Regions from separate parts of the Mus musculus genome. Here all the other regions are linked to region 6. The links are chromatin contacts, called in public HiChIP or PLAC-seq and promoter capture Hi-C maps. All regions are on one chromosome and are shown on one strand. Each heading gives the region's core, a stretch centred on a gene start, on an enhancer-like site or on the middle of the called end of the contact. The rest is flanking DNA. Distances are from core to core; before and after follow the strand shown.

What was found. Promoter capture Hi-C pulls out the DNA fragments that hold promoters and counts their contacts. HiChIP or PLAC-seq counts read pairs in DNA pulled down with a chosen protein or histone mark. Capture Hi-C pulls out chosen DNA fragments and counts their contacts.
Region 1: an RNA polymerase II HiChIP or PLAC-seq map of embryonic stem cells shows a contact between it and region 6, with 12 read pairs. The contact joins the promoter of Aldh1l1 here to the promoter of Txnrd3 in region 6. A contact is called at or near these places in 10 of 39 promoter capture datasets (the 3T3-L1 cell line, the HPC-7 cell line, cranial neural crest and 7 more) and 7 of 115 datasets of contacts at active chromatin or transcription factors (cardiomyocytes, embryonic stem cells, epiblast stem cells and 3 more).
Region 2: a contact with region 6 is called in an H3K27ac HiChIP or PLAC-seq map of embryonic stem cells, with 10 times the contacts expected there. The contact joins the enhancer-like site here to the promoter of Txnrd3 in region 6. A contact is called at or near these places in 9 of 39 promoter capture datasets (the 3T3-L1 cell line, the SN4741 cell line, cranial neural crest and 5 more) and 3 of 115 datasets of contacts at active chromatin or transcription factors (all in embryonic stem cells).
Region 3: a contact with region 6 is called in a promoter capture Hi-C map of liver, with 3 times the contacts expected there. The contact joins the promoter of Slc41a3 here to the promoter of Txnrd3 in region 6. A contact is called at or near these places in 8 of 39 promoter capture datasets (the 3T3-L1 cell line, 3T3-L1-derived adipocytes, cranial neural crest and 5 more), 3 of 484 Hi-C or Micro-C datasets (embryonic stem cells and muscle stem cells), 7 of 115 datasets of contacts at active chromatin or transcription factors (astrocytes, cardiomyocytes, embryonic forebrain and 4 more) and 2 of 9 other capture datasets (adipose tissue and liver).
Region 4: an H3K4me3 HiChIP or PLAC-seq map of stem cell-derived neural progenitor cells shows a contact between it and region 6, with 18 read pairs. The contact joins the enhancer-like site here to the promoter of Txnrd3 in region 6. A contact is called at or near these places in 12 of 39 promoter capture datasets (the 3T3-L1 cell line, cranial neural crest, embryonic stem cells and 5 more) and 5 of 115 datasets of contacts at active chromatin or transcription factors (cardiomyocytes, embryonic stem cells and stem cell-derived neural progenitor cells).
Region 5: a promoter capture Hi-C map of hippocampal neurons shows a contact between it and region 6, with 8 times the contacts expected there. The contact joins the enhancer-like site here to the promoter of Txnrd3 in region 6. A contact is called at or near these places in 15 of 39 promoter capture datasets (the 3T3-L1 cell line, the HPC-7 cell line, the SN4741 cell line and 9 more) and 4 of 115 datasets of contacts at active chromatin or transcription factors (epiblast stem cells, kidney, pancreatic cancer cells and 1 more).
Region 7: an H3K27ac HiChIP or PLAC-seq map of embryonic stem cells shows a contact between it and region 6, with 10 times the contacts expected there. The contact joins the enhancer-like site here to the promoter of Txnrd3 in region 6. A contact is called at or near these places in 14 of 39 promoter capture datasets (the 3T3-L1 cell line, cranial neural crest, embryonic stem cells and 6 more), 1 of 484 Hi-C or Micro-C datasets (embryonic stem cells), 7 of 115 datasets of contacts at active chromatin or transcription factors (embryonic stem cells, extraembryonic endoderm stem cells, forebrain and 3 more) and 1 of 9 other capture datasets (embryonic stem cells).

The regions. Positions count from the first base shown.
Region 1 is chr6:90,549,512-90,552,211 of GRCm38.p6, forward strand. Aldh1l1 (aldehyde dehydrogenase 1 family, member L1) reads left to right here and starts at 1,282. Exons shown (of 23, transcript NM_027406.2): 1 at 1,282-1,459.
Region 2 is chr6:90,633,881-90,636,659 of GRCm38.p6, forward strand. Slc41a3 (solute carrier family 41, member 3) reads left to right here. Exons shown (of 11, transcript NM_027868.2): 6 at 1,370-1,516. Among named protein-coding and RNA genes, the nearest start is that of Slc41a3, 30 kb to the left of the region's middle. Within about 2 kb of position 1,406, at least 7 of the 459 cell types and tissues checked have an H3K27ac peak or open chromatin away from gene starts, as enhancers often do. A contact at or near this core is called in embryonic stem cells, where this site is marked.
Region 3 is chr6:90,603,311-90,606,156 of GRCm38.p6, forward strand. It overlaps Slc41a3 (solute carrier family 41, member 3), which reads left to right and starts at 1,570. Exons shown (of 11, transcript NM_027868.2): 1 at 1,570-1,698.
Region 4 is chr6:90,530,740-90,533,676 of GRCm38.p6, forward strand. No RefSeq gene overlaps it. Among named protein-coding and RNA genes, the nearest start is that of Aldh1l1, 19 kb to the right of the region's middle. Within about 2 kb of position 1,257, at least 14 of the 459 cell types and tissues checked have an H3K27ac peak or open chromatin away from gene starts, as enhancers often do. A contact at or near this core is called in stem cell-derived neural progenitor cells, where this site is marked.
Region 5 is chr6:90,578,147-90,580,895 of GRCm38.p6, forward strand. It overlaps Aldh1l1 (aldehyde dehydrogenase 1 family, member L1), which reads left to right. Exons shown (of 23, transcript NM_027406.2): 15 at 2,330-2,435. Among named protein-coding and RNA genes, the nearest start is that of Gm15756, 20 kb to the right of the region's middle. Within about 2 kb of position 1,260, at least 8 of the 459 cell types and tissues checked have an H3K27ac peak or open chromatin away from gene starts, as enhancers often do. A contact at or near this core is called in hippocampal neurons, where this site is marked.
Region 6 is chr6:89,642,708-89,645,676 of GRCm38.p6, forward strand. It overlaps Txnrd3 (thioredoxin reductase 3), which reads left to right and starts at 1,281. Exons shown (of 16, transcript NM_001178058.1): 1 at 1,281-1,695. The coding sequence starts at 1,426.
Region 7 is chr6:90,513,872-90,516,773 of GRCm38.p6, forward strand. No RefSeq gene overlaps it. Among named protein-coding and RNA genes, the nearest start is that of Aldh1l1, 35 kb to the right of the region's middle. Within about 2 kb of position 1,265, at least 55 of the 459 cell types and tissues checked have an H3K27ac peak or open chromatin away from gene starts, as enhancers often do. A contact at or near this core is called in embryonic stem cells, liver and stem cell-derived epiblast-like cells, where this site is marked.

The DNA.
Region 1 (2,700 bases), core at 32-2,531, 910 kb after region 6:
AGCTTACAGTCTGGTAGGAGAGCAGATGCACAGAGGACAGGGGCACTGAGGGCATGGTTAGTTCTCTATTGGCAGTAACTGAGAGTGGAGGGGCACAGAAGAGCCCAAGAGGCTCCTTAGGTTGTGTGGAGGGTACAATATGTTTGGGCTGAGCAACCCAGAGCCAGACTTTGTCTGGCTGGTAAGAGACAGAGGTGCCTGCTATCACAATCCAAGGGTCTGCTTGAGGCAGAGCCAGTGCAAAGGATGTGGTTAGAGCCAGCCTGGTGTACTGAAGAGGGGCGAAGAGCTTGAGTAAGGAGTCTCAGCGGTGGTTTGAGAGGCAGGGTGGTTAATGGAGTAGCTGCAGGGGAGAATCCTTGGGAGGGAGCCTGCAGGACAGAGCTTTGGTCAGGAAGTGATGGGCATGTCACTGGACCCTGTATTGTCTCTGACTTTTCTCAAGTAGGACAATGACTCTGCCCAGGGAGGGGGTCTGTGACAAGGTGGAAGGGCCAGAGGAGAACTTCTGAGAAGAAAACCAGAGGCCGTGAAGAGGTGGGAAGGGCATGGGATTCAGAACCTCAGGCCCACCAGGACACAACCCCAGGTCCACAGCAGATGGGTGACCTTGCATGTCTCAGTCACCAGCATTGTGCTCCTTGCTTATCACGCTTGGGTGAAGGAAATGACCCAAATAGCATAAAGCCTGAAGGCCGGGACTAGGCCAGCTAGGGCTTGCCCTTCCCTTCCCAGCTGCACTTTCCATAGGTCCCACCTTCAGCAGATTAGACCCGCCTCCTGCTTCCTGCCTCCTTGCCTCCTCACTCATGGGTCTATGCCCACCTCCAGTCTCGGGACTGAGGCTCACTGAAGTCCCATCGAGGTCTGGTCTGGTGAATCAGCGGCTGGCTCTGGGCCCTGGGCGACCAGTTAGGTTCCGGGCATGCTAGGCAATGAACTCTACCCGGAATTGGGGGTGCGGGGAGGCGGGGAGGTCTCCAACCCAGCCTTTTGAGGACGTGCCTGTCGCTGCACGGTGCTTTTTATAGACGATGGTGGCCCATTTTGCAGAAGGGAAAGCCGGAGCCCTCTGGGGAGCAAGGTCCCCGCAAATGGACGGATGACCTGAGCTTGGTTCTGCCAGTCCACTTCCCAAATCCCTCACCCCATTCTAGGGACTAGGGAAAGATCTCCTGATTGGTCATATCTGGGGGCCTGGCCGGAGGGCCTCCTATGATTGGAGAGATCTAGGCTGGGCGGGCCCTAGAGCCCGCCTCTTCTCTGCCTGGAGGAGGAGCACTGACCCTAACCCTCTCTGCACAAGACCCGAGCTTGTGCGCCCTTCTGGGAGCTTGCTGCCCCTGTGCTGACTGCTGACAGCTGACTGACGCTCGCAGCTAGCAGGTACTTCTGGGTTGCTAGCCCAGAGCCCTGGGCCGGTGACCCTGTTTTCCCTACTTCCCGTCTTTGACCTTGGGTAAGTTTCTTTTTCTTTTGTTTTTGAGAGAGGCACCCAGATCCTCTCCACTACAGGCAGCCGCTGAACCTTGGATCCTCAGCTCCTGCCCTGGGAACTACAGTTCCTGCCCTTTTTTTCCCACCTTGAGGGAGGTTTTCCCTGAGTAGCTTCGACTATCCTGGAACAAGCTTTGTAGACCAGCCTGGGTCTCCGGAGAGTTGGGATTAAAGGCGTGCACCACCACCCCAGGCTCATGTCCTAGGAGTTTTCTTGAGCACAGCTGAATCTTGGCTTCTGGTCTGTAAAATGTGGAGGTGTGGTGTCTTAACAGTACACCTCTCCTGAGGTTCCTGGAGAATTCTGGTCCTAGGCAGCTGGTGGTGAGTGTTGGCACTGTCCTCTGTCCATATAAGTTCTCTGTGCCCAGGAGACAGCAGGGACATATTTTACAGAGGCATTTGAGACACAGGGAAGGTGAAGTTCACTAAGGCCTTGCAGGCTTGAGAGCTGGGTTGCTCTATTGTTCCCTGTAGCCACACCCAGGATCATGGAAGTGTCTGATCTTGACTCCCTGAGGGACTTATCCACCCCCCACCTGGAGCCAGGGCAAAGAGGCTATCATAGGAGAGGGTCAGCCTTGAGCAGTTATAGGAGGGGGTTCCTTGCAGAATGTCTGGCCATGGGGTGAACTCTGACTACCACTAGGTCTGCTCCCAGCATGGGACTGCAGCAGGCTATAGAGGGAGGGCTCCTGCCACTGTTCTGCTGTCCTGACCCAGGGGCTAGAAGAAGGGACCTGCGGAACAGGAGCCCTCTGAGTCCCTGAAGGCCCAAGGCTTCAGCAGCCCCTGGGGGTGTCCCATGACAAGAAGACAGGGGTGGGAGTCTGCACCCTATAGCCTGGGGCTCAGTAGACCCTCCAGACCCTCATTTGCTATCTGTGTGGCCAAAGGCCAGCTTTATGTGACAGTCCTCACTCCATGTTCCTTCTTGTCCCTGAGCTGTGATAACGGCTGATCTGCAGCCATCCTGACTGAAGCCAGAAGTGGGGTTTTTGTTGTTTTGTTTGCTTGTGTTTTTCTCCCTTACTCTTTCTATAAATAACAGATGTTCAGAGGGAAGGGAGGCAGGTGAGGGAGCACAGAGCTGAAATCTCAGCACTCAAGGGGCTGAGGTGGGAGGATGGAAATGTCCAGGGCAGCCTGGGCTATGCACTGAATCCCCCTTGAAAGAAGGCAACAAATACATAGAGCACACAC
Region 2 (2,779 bases), core at 156-2,655, 990 kb after region 6:
TGCTTCTCTGCTGTTTTGTTAAGGTTCTCAGAGAGGTTTGCAGTGAAGCTGCCGTGGCACTAGTGTGGAACTCCAGGAGTCGGGTAGTGGTTCTGCCCCGTGCCCTCTCCCAGGTGTGTGTGTGTGTGCAGAGAGCATGTGCATGCCCGAGAGAGTTCTGCTGTTTGCCACTCCCTGCTGATGAGGTCAGACACCTGAGCAAGGCAGCTTTCTTCATCTAGTTTGTTGGCCTCTACATGTGTCAATAGAACCACATACAGGACCATGTACAAATTGGCTCACAATTATAACAAGCCTCCTGCCTCAGCTTCCTGAGTACTGGGATTACAAGCATGCACAGTAGTGTCTGTTAAGGGGCTTCAGTGAGACCAGCACCAGCCCATTGGCTCAGTTGTGTAAATTCAGGTTCACTTGGCGCCCAAGTTTAGAAAGAAGCAGCAGGGCCCTGGCTTGGTCCCACAGGACACAATGTGGCAGGTGGTGGCATCGAGGGTGAATGTAGTCCTTTTTATTTTTAACTCCATTCATTTTGGGGTACGAGGGGATGAGCGAAGGGCCTTTCTGGAATTATTTTCAGAGTCACGGGATTCTTGAGTAGTGTTAAATTCTAAAAGCCAAGATGCATAATGTTTTGAAGAACCAAGGGAAGCCTGCTGAAATAGACGAAGCCCCAGCTAGCAATTAATGAGGCTTGCAAGGCTGCAGGGAAGCTGCACTCAGACAGAGTGGAGGGTCCTGGGGCTGAGCCCCTGGAGATGTGCTGTTCTGATCTTCCAGCCAAGCCACGAAGCCCATCACCATCTGCACCTCAGGGTCATGTGTTTCATCCATGTGACTCGGAACAGTATTGCTGGGCTCCTGGGATAAGGGACTCCCAGGATGTCTCTGGTGTCTGGGCAGAGCCTTTCACCCCAATGGGGTCGGGACACACATCTACCTGCTCTCCCTCCCCAGCCTCCATTGGTGCTTGAGCCTAAGAAATGTCTCATATATAGGTTGCTCAGAGGACTCAGCAGTTCCTGGAGGCCAGGTCCCTCTGCCCCTCAGGTTACTTTTGCTTAGAGCATCCTTGGAACAGCCCTCCATGTAGCAGAAGCTGTGAATGCCATGTCCCTGTATTTCTAGGTGCTTCCAGAGGTCAGAGGCTACCTGCCTGCTCAAGCGTGTCTTCAGGCTTTTCAGGCCACCCTTTGCCACCCCCACAGGTTCCAGCTAGTGACAGAAACTTAGGGAGGTAGGCAGCCTGTTGAGCATCTAGACTTTCATAGATATAACTATAACCACCTGCTTGACCCTTCCTGAGGGTGGGGGAGCCTCTAAGCCTTCTCACCACCAACCACTCCCTGGGCCTCCCCTCCTCCCACTGCAGGAATTCTAATGATCTGCATAGTGATTGGTGCTCGGAAGTTTGGGGTCAACCCTGATAACATCGCCACACCCATTGCAGCCAGCCTGGGCGACCTCATCACCCTGTCCATCCTGGCCCTCATGAGCAGTTTCTTCTACAGCCACAAAGGTAGGGAAGGCTCTCGGGAGGGACATGAGCAGATGTCTCACACACACACACACACACACACACACATACTCTCTCTCTCTCTCTCTCTCTCTCTCTCTCTCTCTCTCTCACCCACACACACACACACACACACACACACAAACACAAGCAGCTCAAGTCGACAGGGCTTGGAGGTCTGAGAAGTAAGCACAGGTACAGATAAAACAGTATGGCCTCCACTGTACCTGGGGCATCTCTGTCCAGTCTGACTGATTCCTGTAACTGTCCTCTTAGGTGGCAGTGAGGAGCCTCACTGCCTGAGAATCAGATAAGATGACCTAGTTGTACTTTTAGGCCTGTCTGATGTGCATAGGAGTTGATTATTTGCATTTGATTTGTAAAACAAATAAGAGTGCCATTCCCCTCCCCTCTTGCCACTGCCTCTGCTCAGGAAGGCAGTGGGCCTGGCCCCAGGAGACGGTCTTCAGTGACTGGGAAGTGAGTTAGCTCCCACATGCCAGGAGCTGTCAGGAAGACGCATCAGTGTAATGGGGGAGCTGGATGACTCCTGTCTGAAGTTATGGAGAACCTGGGCAGGGCGCCTTCCCAAGTGCCTTGTAAGGAGACAATTGTACAGGCTACTGTGTCCCTGAGTGTTAGTGGCCTGCTTAGAGCCTGAGGGACCTGCCCTCCAGCTCTGGGGATGGTACAGAAGCTGGCCATATCTACCACGAAGCACTTTGTCTATAGCTAGCCTGGAGCACCTGTGGCAGATGAAGGGACTATTATTGTGGGCTGTGGTGTCTGGGGTGATGGTGACACCATACCCAGAGAGGGACACCACCCAGAGCAGAGTGAGACGTACACCACCTATAGCCATCGAGCACTGGAGCTGCTCAGGCGGGATGAGTCTAGAGCAAGTCAATGTTCTGTGCACATGTGGGACATGGAGTCAGAGAACGAGGCTGGGAGAGAGCAGAGGCAAAGCCCCTGGGTAGGCGGTGCACTGACTTCACAGCTGGAGGTGACTCTGGGAAATGAGTGGCTATCAGGCCAGCCTGACCCATATCCCACAATAATACAGAATGTCTTAACCAGGAGAAAACTTCCTCCTGATCCTACCCCTGAGGCCACGTGCTCTGGGAACTACCTCTTTGCTTTTCTGGGTTTTCTGGACCTCTAAGCAGGGTTATAGAGAACTGCCATGAATCTGCTATCTGCTCTTAGCCTGTCCTGGGAAAACCAGACCAAGGGTCTTGACGATCACCAGGGCATCAGCGAAAT
Region 3 (2,846 bases), core at 320-2,819, 960 kb after region 6:
TCCCTTCATTGCCTCTGCTTGTTTATTTGCTGATGTCCCCAAGCCCTGCAGAGTCCCTGCTGACACCCTGCTCTGCTCCTGCCCGCCTCTGGCTACCTCTGTCCTCAGGGAGTACCCGCTTCATGTGAGGTCTAGTGGGTGGTGACCTTGTCCTGCTCTCTGCTCTTTCTAGTCGGCTATCTCTGAGTTTCCCAGAACTCACGTGTTGCCATGTTGGTAGTGAACCTCCTGTTGTCTTTTCTGCCTCTCCTTTTCACTGTCACAGGGCTTTCTGGGTCAGCCTTTAATCAAAGGGTTTGTGATGGAGGGATCAGGGGCTGAGGTCCAGGGTTCTCTTCAAGACTGTGACACCAGTTATTGCTTTTCCCTGTTCTAGTCAGACCTAAGATTCTGCTACCCCCCACCTGCCCACAGTGCCTCAGTCTGGGAATCAAACTCGTTAAACCTTTATGAAACCTTCAAAAGTATGGGCTAAAATAAACCCTTTTCTTTGTATAAGTTGATTTTGTTACAATAAATGAAAGCATATCAACATGGAGTTCAAGGTTCATGGATGGCTATTCCTGGTGACGCCTCCCTCCTACTGTCTTTCTATGTCTCACCTGCATGCACACAGGGAGAATGAGCTGGCAGGGTCTCTTCCTGAGAGGACTCCAGTCGCATTGTGACTGCACCCTGTGACTTCACTTGTTCATTGCTACCTCTTACATAAGCTGGATTGACAAATGCAATCACTTTGGGAGCTTGGAATTCAGCACTATATTTTGACAATGTAAGCCATCCAGTCTGTAAATTCTCCTAACATGTGGAACACTGTCATCTGTTTTTGTTTTGTTTTTCATTTGCTGGGGACAGAATCCAGGAACTGGGCTTGCATCTCCCCGGGCCTTGCCCTGTCATACTTTTTTTGTGTTGTATTCTTCAAAACTACTGTCTTACAGGTCTTGCACATCCGGTTTCTGCAGGTGCAGTTGGCAGCTTAGAATCCAGCCAGGGCTCAGGATTCTTGAATCAGCCAAGAGCCATAAGTGGGGGCACGGGATAGATTGTAGGAGCTGGTGTCCACTGAGGCTCACCACTGCTGGCTGAGTCTTCCAAGGCTGTATCTTGATAAGAGTGAGAGGATCACACATGTTGAAGGACAGAAGAACTTTCATGACACATACACAAGTGTTCAAAGGTGAAATATTCAGAAATGTCAGATTGAAAACTGAACAGGCAAATGTGTATCCTAAGGGAAGCTGGCCCTTGCAGTGTGCTACTGGAGGCTACTCCGTCGCCCAGCCCCGCCCCCGCCCGTGGCCCCGCCCGTGACCCCGCCCTACTCATGGTCCTGTTCCGGGGTCTAGCTTCTTCTTTCTTGGCCCCACCCCAAGCGGCACCGCCTCTGAGGCGTGTCATTGGGTCCTTCGGCACCCAGGGAGCATCCCTGCACACCCCACTGCTCGATCAGAGAGCTGTCCTGACTAAAAGGCTTTAAAAATTGGGTTTTTCAAGCGCCACCTCTGTGGATTGGCCCCGCCCACAACACTCGCCCAGCAACCCTCCCCTCCTGTGGCCCCGCCCCTCTGTCTGGACGCCTAGGCAGGGCGGGGCTGGCCCGCCTGCTGCCCTTCTCGCTTCCTCCCGCCGCAGGCCTCCACAGTGTCCAGCGCGCGCCTGGCCGCCTCGCTTTCGCCGCCGGCCGGGAGAGGACCGGTAAGCGCGGGCAGGAGCTGGACTGGGAGCCGGGGAAGCCAAGGGAAAGCGGAGCGTCAATGGCCCTCGGGATGGGGCGTGGGGCACAGGATCTGTCTTAGGCACACTGGGCGGGTCAGTTTGTGGCATCCTCGCTCCAAAGGTCTGCAGGGACCCGCCCCGCTGATCTCTCTCCCTCTGCCTGTGATGAACCCCAGAGCGCCTGACTCTAGGGGTTATGGTTAACTCCTTCAGCACCCCGAGATCATCCTTGACCACCCTAAGGCAGGCTCAGCGAGCTGTCCCTGCGCTCCAGGTTGTCAAGCTAGAGGTTGTTCAGACTTGAGAAGATCCCTCAGTCTACCAGATCCTTTCTATAAATCTTTTAAAACTCAGGTTTTCAAACTGCTTCTTCGCCACGGAGACCACTTAGAGACGCAGCCATTCCAACCTGACCCAGATATCTAGATGAGCTTGCTCTGCTTCCTGACGCTGGCTGGCCTCATGCTGGTACTATGGTAGCTTAAGAACCACGACTGTAAAGTAGTACAGAAGAGCCTGGAGTCAGGCCAAGTGCCCTGTAAGGAAAATATACTATAGAAGGGTATAGTGATCTCCCCTTATTGCAGGGAGTTACAAACATGTTCCCAAAGAGTGTCTGAATCCTGGAATGATATCCAGACATATAGATTGTTTTCCTAATATACATACCTATGGTAGAGCTTAACTTGTGAACTAGACACAGTAAAAGATGAACACCCCTAAGGTAGGGCAGGTGTAATCATATACTGTGATACAATTGTCACCATCACTATACTTGTGCCATTATTAAGTAGACTAAGCGTTGCTTGGCCAACAGCTCAGCCACCCTAACAACTGTTGAGAGGGTGACTAGCTGATGGGCAGCATCTGCAGCATAGATCCCTATGCCGAGGAGTGCTGCATGTTCTAGGAGGGACAGTGTAGTGTTAACTGAATCGGTCCACCATGCTGCTCAGAACTGAGCACAAAACCTACAAATTCTTTATTTCTAGAAATGTTCTCTTAATATTTTTGGTAGTAAGCAAAACCTCTGAAGGTACCCTAGGATAAAGGGTCTTACAGCGCTCCGTTCATACTCTGAGGTGGATGGTATTTTGCTCTCCCAAGGTCACACATCTGCGAAGAGG
Region 4 (2,937 bases), core at 7-2,506, 890 kb after region 6:
TTTCCTTGAGCATCACACCCTACCACCCTGTGCTTAGCCTACGCTGTGTAAATGCCAGAGTGTGTAGCACCACAGCAAGGACCCAGTGCTATGTGCAGAGTAGCTGGACCAAGTCTAGCCATCCATAAATGTGCTTGATAAAAGAACCAGCATCAGTGACAGACAGCAGGTGTCAAGTGTGGAAGTGGCTTGTGCTACCCAGGGGGCCTTCCATGCTGATTCCACCCAGGACCCAAGAGTCTATAAAAGAAGGAGTTAAATCCCCTGTAAACTCAACAATTGGCATCCATCTTCTGCTTCCATGAACAAAGAGTTCAGAGGTCATCACCTGCATCCTACAATGAGCAAAACTGAACAACATTAAGTTTTCATCCGGCTCTCTAAGAACTGAGGGTGTGGGCAAGAGGGTCAGGCATGGCTCCCAAGTCTGTAGACACTGGTGGCTAAGGAGTTCTACAGAGTTAGCAATGCCCCTCCCCCAAGGTTATGCTAAAGGAACTAGTCCCCAGCACCTCAGCCCAGGGCCTTGTGGGAAAGAACAGTACTGAGTATAGAATTACTTAAATCACTGATGATGAGGTCACGTTGAAGCAGATCTGGGTCTTCCACCCAGGATGAAGAGTGTCCTTTTGGGTAGAGAAGAGACATGGGACAGAGCTGGGGGTGAGGGATCGAGGGTGGTGGTTTCCATGTGACAATGGAAGCAGAGCCCAGGTGTTCACAACTGCAAGCCAGGGCCAGCCAAGATGCAGGATCTCCCCCCCCCTCCCCCCCAATGACTCAGAAGCAGTGAGACTGGCAATCGGTGAGCTTCCAACCTGCAAGGGTTGCAAGTACATGCATTTCTGCTTTCAGCGCCCTGATTTGCAGCATTCTGTTACTGCAGTTCTGGGAAAGAGAAACAGAAACCTAGGGTGGAGACCATGGACCAGCAAAAATAGCCAGGGCCAGCTTAGCTGGGGGTGGGGGTGGGGTGCTGTGGACCATTGGAATCACATAACATTCTGGTGTCTCACTGGAATTGAAAGCAGGATGCTCCAAGTCACAGTCAAGGGTAAAATCCCCACAGTTTGATGTCCAGGAAGCCCACTGTTTTCCATGGTGAAGAGCCATAAAAATGTTTACCTTGTGGCCTGGCATGGTTGCAAAGGCCTATACATCCAGGGCTTTGGAGCCAACGGCTGAACACAAGTTCAAGGCATCTGGGCTACAAAAGAGACCCTGTCTCAACAAAACAAACACTGTCTTGTGCCTCTGTCAGAGGGAGGAAAATAGTACCCATTTATAAACCCTCTTAGTGCCGTCTCCATAATGGAAGCCAACACTGCCAGGACTTTGCCAGATTGTTGTCTGGTGCAAAATGAAGCCAGCCTTCCAGCCCCTAAATCTGGCTTTGTGTTTCACCTAAGCTGGAGAGAGGGCAGAGGTTTTTTTTCAGAATGATCTCTCATGGCCACAACCCAAGAATACCCTTCTCAGGAGACAGATCCTCTCCCTATATTAAGCATGCTCCAGCCTGGGTTCAGGGGTTACAGTTGAAAGATCTGCAAGAGAAAGACTCTCTTTCAGAATTGCTTGGGGGGGGGGCAGGGGGGCACCTCAGTGGACAAAGGTGCTTGTTGCCAAGTTTGATGACCTAAGTTCTATACCCAGGATCCACTCGGTGGAAAGAGAGAACTGATGCCCACAAACTGACCTCTGACCTCCTAATACCCCTCACATGGCATAGTTCCCACCCATACATATACTTCACTAAATTAGACATAGTTGTGAAATTTTCTCAGAGAAACACAAAGATGACAGAAGAATCAAAAGAATAGAGTAGCCGGGCGGTGGTGGCACACGCCTTTAATCCCAGCACTTGGGAGGCAGAGGCAGGTGGATCTCTGAGTTCGAGGCCAGCCTGGTCTACAAAGTGAGTTCCAGGACAGCCAAGACTATACAGAGAAACCCTGTCTCGAAAAACCAAAAAAAAAAAAAAAAAAAAAAAAAGAATAGAGTAGAGTAGGGCATGGTGGAACACACCTTTACTCCCAGCACTTGAGGGCAGAGGCAGGAGGATCTCTGTGAGTTCAAGACCAACCCGGTCTACACAGTGAGTTCCAGGACAGCCAAGGCTACCACTGTCAAGATGTCCAGAGAGAAAGAGAGAGAGACAATGGACTTTGAAGCTACAGGCATTGTCAGAGTGGTGGTTTGAATGAAAATGGCCCCCTCTAGCCACAGGGAGTGTCACTATTATGGGTGCGGCCTTATTGGAACAGGTGTGGCCTTGTTGAAGAAAGTGTATCGCTGGGCTTTGAAGTTTCAGAAACTCAAGCTAGACTGTGTCACGCTCTCTTCCTACTGAGCAGATCCAATTGTAGACCTCTCAGCTGCCTTTCCAGCACCATGTCTGCCTGCAGGCATCCATGGTTTCCTCCATGATGATAATGGACTAAACCTCTGAACCTGTAAGCCAGCCCCAATTAAATGTTTTGTTTTTATAAGAGTTGCCATGAAACCGGGCGTGGTGGCACATGCCTTTAATCCCAGCACTCGGGAGGCAGAGGCAGGCGAATTTCTGAGTTCGAGGCCAGCCTCGTCTACATAGTGAGTTCCAGGACAGCCAGGGCTATACAGAGAAACCCTGTTTCGAAAAAACAAAAACAAAAACAAAAACAAAAAAAAAGTTGCCGTGATCATGGTGTCTCTTCACAGTGATAGGAGCCCTAAGACATTACACAGTGTTAAACACGGCTCCATTCCCAGCTAAGTTTACATAGCATTTAACACCAAACACCACTCCTGTCAACCAATGCCTCAGGTCTGGCTTTCAGCAAAAAGTTTCAAAATATCCTAAAAGGAAAAGCCATAGTCTGCAGTATCAAGGAAAAAAAAGGGGGGGGGGGACCCAGGCAGGACATGATTCAGGTGACTGGACAGGGAGGCAGACCA
Region 5 (2,749 bases), core at 10-2,509, 940 kb after region 6:
AAAAGACCAGGGGGGTTGGTCTCCACCCTCAGAGGCTCCATAGCCAGATGGCCACCTGCAAGCTGGGGTGACAGCCACTCAGTCTGAGAAACTGGAAGGCTCAGAACAAGAGCCACACATGGCACAGCCGAAGGCCTGGAATTTCCCTAAAGAGGTGCTGGTGTGGCTCTGGAGTCTGATGTCATGGATGGTCCTGCTGATGATGCATATGTATGAGCAGCCCTGTGTTCTGCCTATTGCTCCATCCAGGCCCCCAGCCTTGTGGATGCTGCCACCCACATTCAGGGAGTGGCTTCCCTACTCCGTTCCCAGATACTCCCCAAAGTTAGAGCCAATGACAGTAACCGATGACAGTGCAGGGCAGAGTTCAGTAGGGGAAGTGCAAAGGTAGATTGCAGGGCAAAACTGGTCACCTAGTCTCCCCCACAGGAGGCCTCAGGGCTCAGCAGAAGAGAGAAAGCATACTGGGATGAATATCTTAGCCATAAGCATTCAGAATCCTGTGTCACAGACATGGCAAATCCCTCACAGGTATAGGGGGGACTTAGGAGCCTGCATGTAGTTCTATAGGAACAGGAGTTCTATCAAAAATACTTAAACTGCCATGGTCTTAACACAGTCTCCTGAAGTCCTTAAATGGGAGGGAAGAGGTATGGAGGGAGGGAGGCATTGAGGGAGGGAGGGAGGGAGGGAGGGAGGGAGGGAGGGAGGGGGAGAGAGAGAGAGAGAGAGAGAGAGAGAGAGAGAAAGGAAGGAAAGAAAGGAAGGAAGGAAGAGAGAGAGAGAGAGAGAGAGAGAGAGAGAGAGAAAGAAAGAAAGAAAGAAAGAAAGAAAGAAAGAAAGAAAGAAAGAAAGAAAGAAAGAAAGAAAGAAAGAAAGAGAAAGTATTCAGACACTATAGGACAGTTAGTATCATGGGTAAATCAAAGACAAGAGGCCTTCTACCAAGGGCGGCCACTAGGAATTGCCATGACCTGCACGGCTTAGGAACTGACCTAACTGGGGTAACAGGGAACTAAGAAATGGCAACACACATACAGATATGCTGGGATTGGGTGAGCCTTCTTCTTTGATGGAGACAGGCCAATGGCAAACCAGAAACTCAGTGTACTTATTTTATATATCTGAATCTAGGAGGTGGGTCATTATATGCAGCTGAATAAGGCGACAGGTTTAACTAATCTCAGTAGGGGCTGGGGTCTCTGTAGGAGAGCAGCCTCTGGCTATAAATATCCTAGGGGAGGAAGCTGTAGCTGACACCTGTGCACACACTGTCAATATCTACACACAAATAAGGCTGAGGCACATGGCTGCCTGGCCCCGTAGCTTCAGGCCTGTGGCTGCACCACAGCTCAGCAGAAGCAAACAGCACAGGAGGCTGCCCGCCTCCGGGCAGCCAGGAACCCTTCAGCATATGGGGACATGTGTGATCCAAGTTTGCACGGCATGCTAGTGGCTGCTGACAGCCCTTGGCATTTCTTACAGAACTGTCACCCTGACCTCTGTCTCCATGGCCATGTCCCATTCCCTTTGGGATTCTGGAGGTGTGTGTTTTGGGAGGGGACCCAATTCACCCTATAGCAAGGGGACTCTTCTGACACTTTCCTCCTTTGGCTCTCCTAAAACCCCATGACCAGCACCCAGCAGCTTCAGGCTCTGCTCTCTGCTACCCACCCAGACCCTCTACTATGCTGGGTGTAGGTTGGACAGAGGGGTGCAGCATCCTGACCCCCTTGTATTCTACCACTCCCAGGGTGATGCACAGGCTCTCAGTGGACCTTTATCCACACAGGGACTGGCTGATACTTACCATGCCTCCTTTGAGATGTCTCACAGTCATCCTGTCCACTGGCCTCTCTGACTGTGCTCTCTCAATACCTGGGCCCAACTAAGAAACCTCCTTTCTGGTCCCCTGATAGTAGTAATGGTGACACAGGAGCCAAGAGAGGCAGAGCCAAACGGGATTAGGCTGTGGTCTGCATACCTACTGCCCACTACCCCCGAGTCTACACTACCATACCCATGTGTCAATGTGCAGCTCCTACACTGAGCCAGATGTTCTGCCAGGCCTCCACACCAGTGTCTGGTCACTGTACCCACCCTTACCTCTCTTCCTCCCTAGAGAGTTCCCCTCAGACACCGACCTCCATCCCAGCCAGGCTGCACTGCAGCACCAGAGGCATGGGCTGGCTCCCCAGGTCCATTGCCTTTCCTGGAAAGCCTGGCTTTGACAGTGGCAGCCAGTCCTGGGTGAGGGGCTGGAGTTGGCAGGTTCACTCTGGTTCAGCCTGTCTGAAAAGGGACAAAGGCCCGCTGCTTTTGTTTGCAGGGTCTGTGGTATTGTCATCCCCTGGAACTATCCCTTAATGATGCTGTCCTGGAAGACAGCAGCCTGCCTGGCTGCCGGGAACACCGTGGTGATCAAGCCTGCCCAGGTGAGTGCACATTCTCTGGACCAGGCTGTGTCCCAGGAAGGGAATGGGAAACACATCAAGAGACTAAGGTCCCTTCGCCCATACCGCTCACTGAGGAGCTGTGCCTCAGAGGCCAGCTTATGATAAGAGAGACACAAGAGGGGGGTCAGAGCTAGTTGGCTGAGAAGACTGTCCAGCTACCAGTAATGGAGGCCTGGACATTGTGTTGGCATATGCCACCACTCAGAGGACAGGGTTTCTACTGCCATTCTGAATCCACTCCCTGGATCTTGTTTTCTGTCCCTGGCCTGTCCCATGCTCAGGGCAGGCCAATG
Region 6 (2,969 bases), core at 31-2,530:
AGGGTCTTCTAGGGTTCAAGGGTTGGTGATAACAAGTCTGGCTCAAATGTTTGAAGCAGCCCTGGTTGAGCCTGCCCTTCAGACAGGCACCAGATACACTGGCCATGCAGTTTTCCTCAAGGCCTCTGTGGAGTGGGCGTTCCAGACCACAGGTGCTAAGGATAGTCCAGCTAACTGACTAACAGTGGCCACTAATTAGAGTCCGTGCCTCTGCTCATTTACAGGAAGCTGAACTTCAGAAGGGCTGCTTACAGCAATAACTTTAAAACGTGAGCCCAGGGAGAGGGCTCAGTTGATAAAATGTTTGCATACCGCCTGTTCTTATTTGACCTTCTTTCCAAATGGTTCCTGTGTTGGGGATGGCTTGAGAATCCATTGTGCCCTAGTTATTTCCTGTTGCTGTGATAACAACACTAACCAAAAACAACTTAGAGGAAGAAAGGGTTTATTTGGGAAAAGTCCCAAGTCACACTCCATTATTGGGGGAAGTCAGAAAACCCAAGAAGGAGCAGAAGCTGACTGCTGCTCGTGGGCTTGCTCTCGATAGCTCACTCAGCATGCTCTCTTACCACCTAGGACCACCTGCCCAAGGGTGGCACCCCCTCCCCAGTGGGCCTGATGCCACCACATTTATCATTAATCAGAAAATATTCCACAGGCTTGCCTACAGGCCAATCTGAAGGAAGCATTTCCTCAGTTGAGTCTCTTTCCAGGTGACTCTAGTATGCTCCAAGTTGACAAAAACTAAGCAGTACACTGTCACAGTGAATTGCTGAGGGTGTGTGTGGGTTGAGGGGTTGGGGAGGTAGTAACCTAGGAACCTCATATTGAAACTGAATTGCAATAGTAATTTTTATTCAGCTTCAGTAGTGCAAATTAAAAAAGAATCAGTATTTCCTAGACAAGGTTTTTGTCACATTTTCTGAAATAAAGTGGAGACATCTACCCTTCCTGAAAAGCACCTATTTTGAGATTGGTGGAGAATCAGGAGCGGAAGGAACTGTAGAGAGGCCTCTGGGTGTCAAAAACTGTGGTAAAACGATAATGAAAACAGTAATTACAAGAAGAGCAGAGCATACAAGCTTGATTCCGCACCTTTGAAAATGGCAAGTGACTGCCACTGTGCCACTGGGTGGTAGACAGAGTAGTTTGCAGGCTCACCAGGCTGAGCTAAGGGGGCGTAGCTTAGCCCTGTGGAGGCCTGGAGGTGGGGCAAAGTTTTCCCGGGGGCGTGGCCGGTCGGTAGGCGGGCCCTCTCCGTGGGTCGCGCGGTCGGGGGCGTGGCCCCGTAGCTGTCCGGTGCGCCCGCGGCCAGTGCGTAGCGTTCTCAAGTTCTCAGCGGCTTTGCCGGCGTCGTCCCCTAGGCGGCCGCCCGCGTCCCGGTTCCTCAGCAGGCCCGGCTCGGCCCGGAGCGACAACAAAGCCCTGGAGAAGCCACCGTCCCCGCCGCCGCCTCCTCGGGCGCAGACCTCGCCCGGGCTGGGGAAGGTTGGAGTCCTCCCCAACCGCCGCCTGGGTGCTGTCCGTGGCGGCCTCATGTCGTCGCCACCCGGCCGCCGCGCCCGCCTGGCCTCCCCTGGGACCAGCCGCCCGTCTTCTGAGGCCCGCGAGGAGCTGCGGCGCCGCCTGCGGGACCTCATCGAGGGCAACAGGGTGATGATCTTCAGCAAGAGTTACTGTCCACACAGCACGCGGGTAGGCGGGGCCGGCCGTAGCAGAGCTCTGGGGCGTGGCCTGATGGGCAGGGTCTAAGCAATCCCGGTGGGAGGAGGGAAGTGAAGGTGAAGCCAGGACAGGGTGGGCCGGGCGGGGAGGAGCGTCGATAAAGAGGCTGGGTAAGTTTGTGAGCCGGATCTGGGGACTGATCAGAGGTCTGAGCAGTGAGCCGGGCGAACCCCGGGCTCAGTAGTTAGCGCCTGGTGGGCGGGGTCTGAGCAAGGTTGGTGGGTGGGGCGAAGCGGAGGTCTGTGGAGGGTGCTTGATGGGCGTAACCGGAATAGGGTCTGGGCGGGGCTCATTGGGCGGATTGGAACCGTGGAAGGGGGTCCTGGTGGGAGGGGCTAATAGGGAGGGTCTGAGTGGAACTCTGTGGGTGGGACCTAGTGTATGGGGGGTGGGGGGTAAGGGAGGGTTTGGGTGGAACTTAGTGGGCGGGCGGTCCTGCGCTGACATATGGGAGGTGGGCGGGGCCTGAAGGTGGACGGAGTAGGGCTTTTGTAGCACTTTCCCAGGTTTCATTGCCTACCTTCTCTGACTCACTACGGGGTCCCGGGAGGTTGCCATCTAGGGAAACATTTGCTTTCCAGCCTGATAATGGGCTTTAGTTAAAAAAAAAAAAAAAAGAACAACCAAAAAATATTTAAAATTGTTGTCTTATTAAAATAGGATTGCGTGGCTAGCTGAAGCTGGATCTAGATCCCATTTGTTAACTAGCATGTTTGGCTCCTTGACCAGGTTTCAGAACTAGCAGGGAGCTTGTAAGATGAAGGTAGAGGAGGTTTTAAGAACCATGGAAGTCGTGGCTAGTTTAAGCTCTGTTGCACACTCTGTAATTTGGGGCTGGGTGGGCATTCGACATTGTTTTCATATTATGAGATAAAAATATTCTTATTGAAATCTTTGGAAGGAAGATGCAAGATGGGGCTGTTCAATATCTTGATGTTTACTTAACATTATGAGAAAGTTGAAACAATAAAGGCCAGGTGTGTAACTTAGTGGGAGCAAGGCCCTGGCTTCCATTTCTAGCACAATTTAAATGAAAAAAAAAATAGATGCTTGGGCAGAAGGATCATGTATTCAAGGCCAGCCTGGGCTCCTATTAAGAGTGCTACCACAAGAAACGGGATGAAATGGTGCCAGCTCCAGGACCAACGTTCCATCCCCAGAACTCGTATTAAAACAGATGGCATAGTGGAGTGCACTTTACCTCAGTGTAAGACAGTGTAAGTCCAGGCTACACAGCCTGTAAG
Region 7 (2,902 bases), core at 15-2,514, 870 kb after region 6:
TAAGGCTTTTTTGTTTTGTTTTGAGGTTTATTTTTAGATTCTTTATGTGTATGAATGTGTTGCCTGCAAGTATGGATATACACCACAGGTGTGCAGAGCTCAAACATGCCAGAAGAGGGCCTTAGATCCCTTAAAACTGGAGTTATAGACTGTTGTAAGCCACCGTGTATATGCTGAAAATCAAACTCAGGTCTTCTGGAAGAGCAGCCAGGCTCTCAACTGCTGAGACATTTCTCCAGCCCCCAAAGGTTGAGATCTTAAATTTGATCATTTTCATTTTCTTTGTCCTCTGTTTCACTTCTAATGCAGCCCTGAGTGGACCTCGGTGTCAGCTGCCAAGGTTCCCCAGTACCCCGAAGCTACTCTGCCCAGCCAGGAGTCCTGGATTTGAGGTTGCTCAACTTGGGTCTCTGGAAGGGCAGAGAAAAGGCCTGGGAACCCCCTACTCTGAAAAGCTTTCCAAAGACTGGTGGTCTAGCTTGAATAGACAGAGGGAGAGAATGGAGGAGGAGGAGGCCAAAACCTGATCCTCCTGTTAGGATCAATCAGATAACTTAGGCTTTGCTCCTGACAGGGGGTCTCTGCAGGTCAGCACCCTTCATATCCCTCACAGCCCTGCCAGAGGGCAGGTCCTTGAGAGGCATCAGGCTGGCTCCATGATATGCTGAGTGTGCACTGGCCAGGCCTCTCTGATGATGCAAGCCAGTCTCCATTGTGCAACAGAGATGAAGGGTCCCAGGGAGGGCCCACAGAGGCTTTGCCTCACTGGCACATTGAGCTGTGTCAAAATCAAACACCCCAAAGGAGAGAGTTTGAGGTTCAGAGGGAAGGTGTATTTTTACCAGGCAGTACAGGTCCTAGGGACCAGGGGCCAGGAGTGGGAAGGGAGGGGCAGATTAAGGGGGGGAAAAAGACAGACAGAAAGAAGAAGAAAAGGAGGGGAATGGCATAGAGAGGAGAGGAGGGAGAGGAGAGGAGAGGAGCAGCAGGAGAGTCAGGAGGTCCCTGGTTGAGTGCTCTCACCTAGAGACAGACAGCCTGGAGCAACAATGGAAACTCTCAGCCCCAGATCTCACCCTGAGGCTGACTCTGCTGGGTAAAAATAGGTGTGGCTCATAGGACAAGGTCTTGCAGTCCCCAGCGGAGCCAAGTAAATAGTGACCTGATCCAGCCATGGAGAAAAACCAAACCTTGTTGACTTTGCAGGCCTGCAGCTCTGGGTGCGGCCACTTGGGTCTCTTCTGTGGGGCTTTTGAGCAGCCTAGCCTGGGCTCTGCTCAGATCTCAGGCTGGAACCCTGGGGCACTGCCATCTGCCCTACAGGGTTTCAATAGATTCAGGGCCTCTGTGGCACCATGCTGCCCCCTGCTGGTCAGTTCTGTGGGATCCCGGGAGGTCTCTGATACATGGTGACTAGGAGGCCACTTTGGAGAGCCCTGGGATGAGACCCTCCCTCTCTAAGCAGATGGCGTAGAGAAGCACCAGTTACATTTCACATGTACAACTGAGGGTCTGTAAGGTTATGGTGGAACTAGGAAGTCCTCGTCCCAAGTGGGGACATGGATGTCATAGTACTGTGTGTTACTCCCATGTTTGTGTGACCATGTCTCCTGCACTGCCCGCCCTGTGAATGCAGAAACTCAGTCATGTGAACTGCAGAAGATTTGGTGGTCATGATCAGCGGCTACCTACTAGTCACGTCTCTTCATGTTTGTCTGCTTCGTTTTTCTTTCTTTTCTTTTTCTTTTCTTTTTTTTTTTTGTTTTTATTTTAATGTGTCTGGCTTTTGTCTGCATGTATGTCTATGTACCACGCGTGTGCAGTGTCAGTAGAGGTCAAAAGAGGGCACTGGATCCCCTGGGACCCATGGAATCACACCTGAGTCCTCGACAAGAGCCACCGAGCTTTCCCTTTTAAGTTGACTGTAGAGGTGTCAGCTGCAGTCCGCACAGCTCCCTGTGGCTCCCATTGGCTGTGTTTTGATAGTACTAAAGGCCACGTCCAAGGAGCAGCATGTTGCATACAGATCAGGCAGGGAAGGTGAGTTCATGCTACTCTCTGCAGAACAGAATCATCCTCTATCTGTCCCGGTCATGTGGGGACATCTGAGTAAGGCAGGGAAGGAGCCAGCCAGTGGCCAGTGACAAAAGCCCCTTCCTCTGTTCCCTAGCTTCTGTCTGTCTTTCCATGAGAAGTGTGTGACTGGTGCAGACCTAGCAGAGGCTGGCACTGTCCTGAACTATGTGTTGGCAGTGTCCCTACTGGGCCTTCATTCAGAGAGTGGACCTCTTGGGCAAGGAGGGATTGTGTTCTCCCAGCTGTGGGTTGGTCTTGGAAATTGAGATTAAGAAAAAAGCAAAGATGTCCAGGTGGTGGCTTTTCTCCTCCCACTGTGTGGGGGTTGAGGCACAGGATAGCTCCTGGCCTTTGGGTACATTCTGGTGTGTGTGTGTGTGTGTGTACATGTTTATGCATTTCACTAGTTATAGAAGAAATATTACAGGGCTGGAGAGATGGCTCAGCAGTTAAGAGCACTGACTGCTCTTCCAAAGGTCCTGAGTTCAAATCCCAGCATCTACATGGTAGCTCACAACCATCTGTAATGGGATCTGACACCTTCTTCTAGTGTAGCTACAGTGATCTGAAGACAGCTACAGTGTATTTAGATATAATAATAAATCTTTAGGCTGGAGCAAGGAGGGCTAGCCAAGCAAGCAACCTTCATTCCCAGCAACCACATGATGGCTCACAACCATCAGTATAGTTACAATGTGCTCATATACTTTTTTTTTTTTTTTTTTTTTTTTTTGGTTTTTTGAGACAGGGTTTCTCTGTGTAGCTTTGGCTGTCCTGGAACTCACTCTATAGACCAGGCTGGCCTCAAACTCAGAAATCTTCCTGC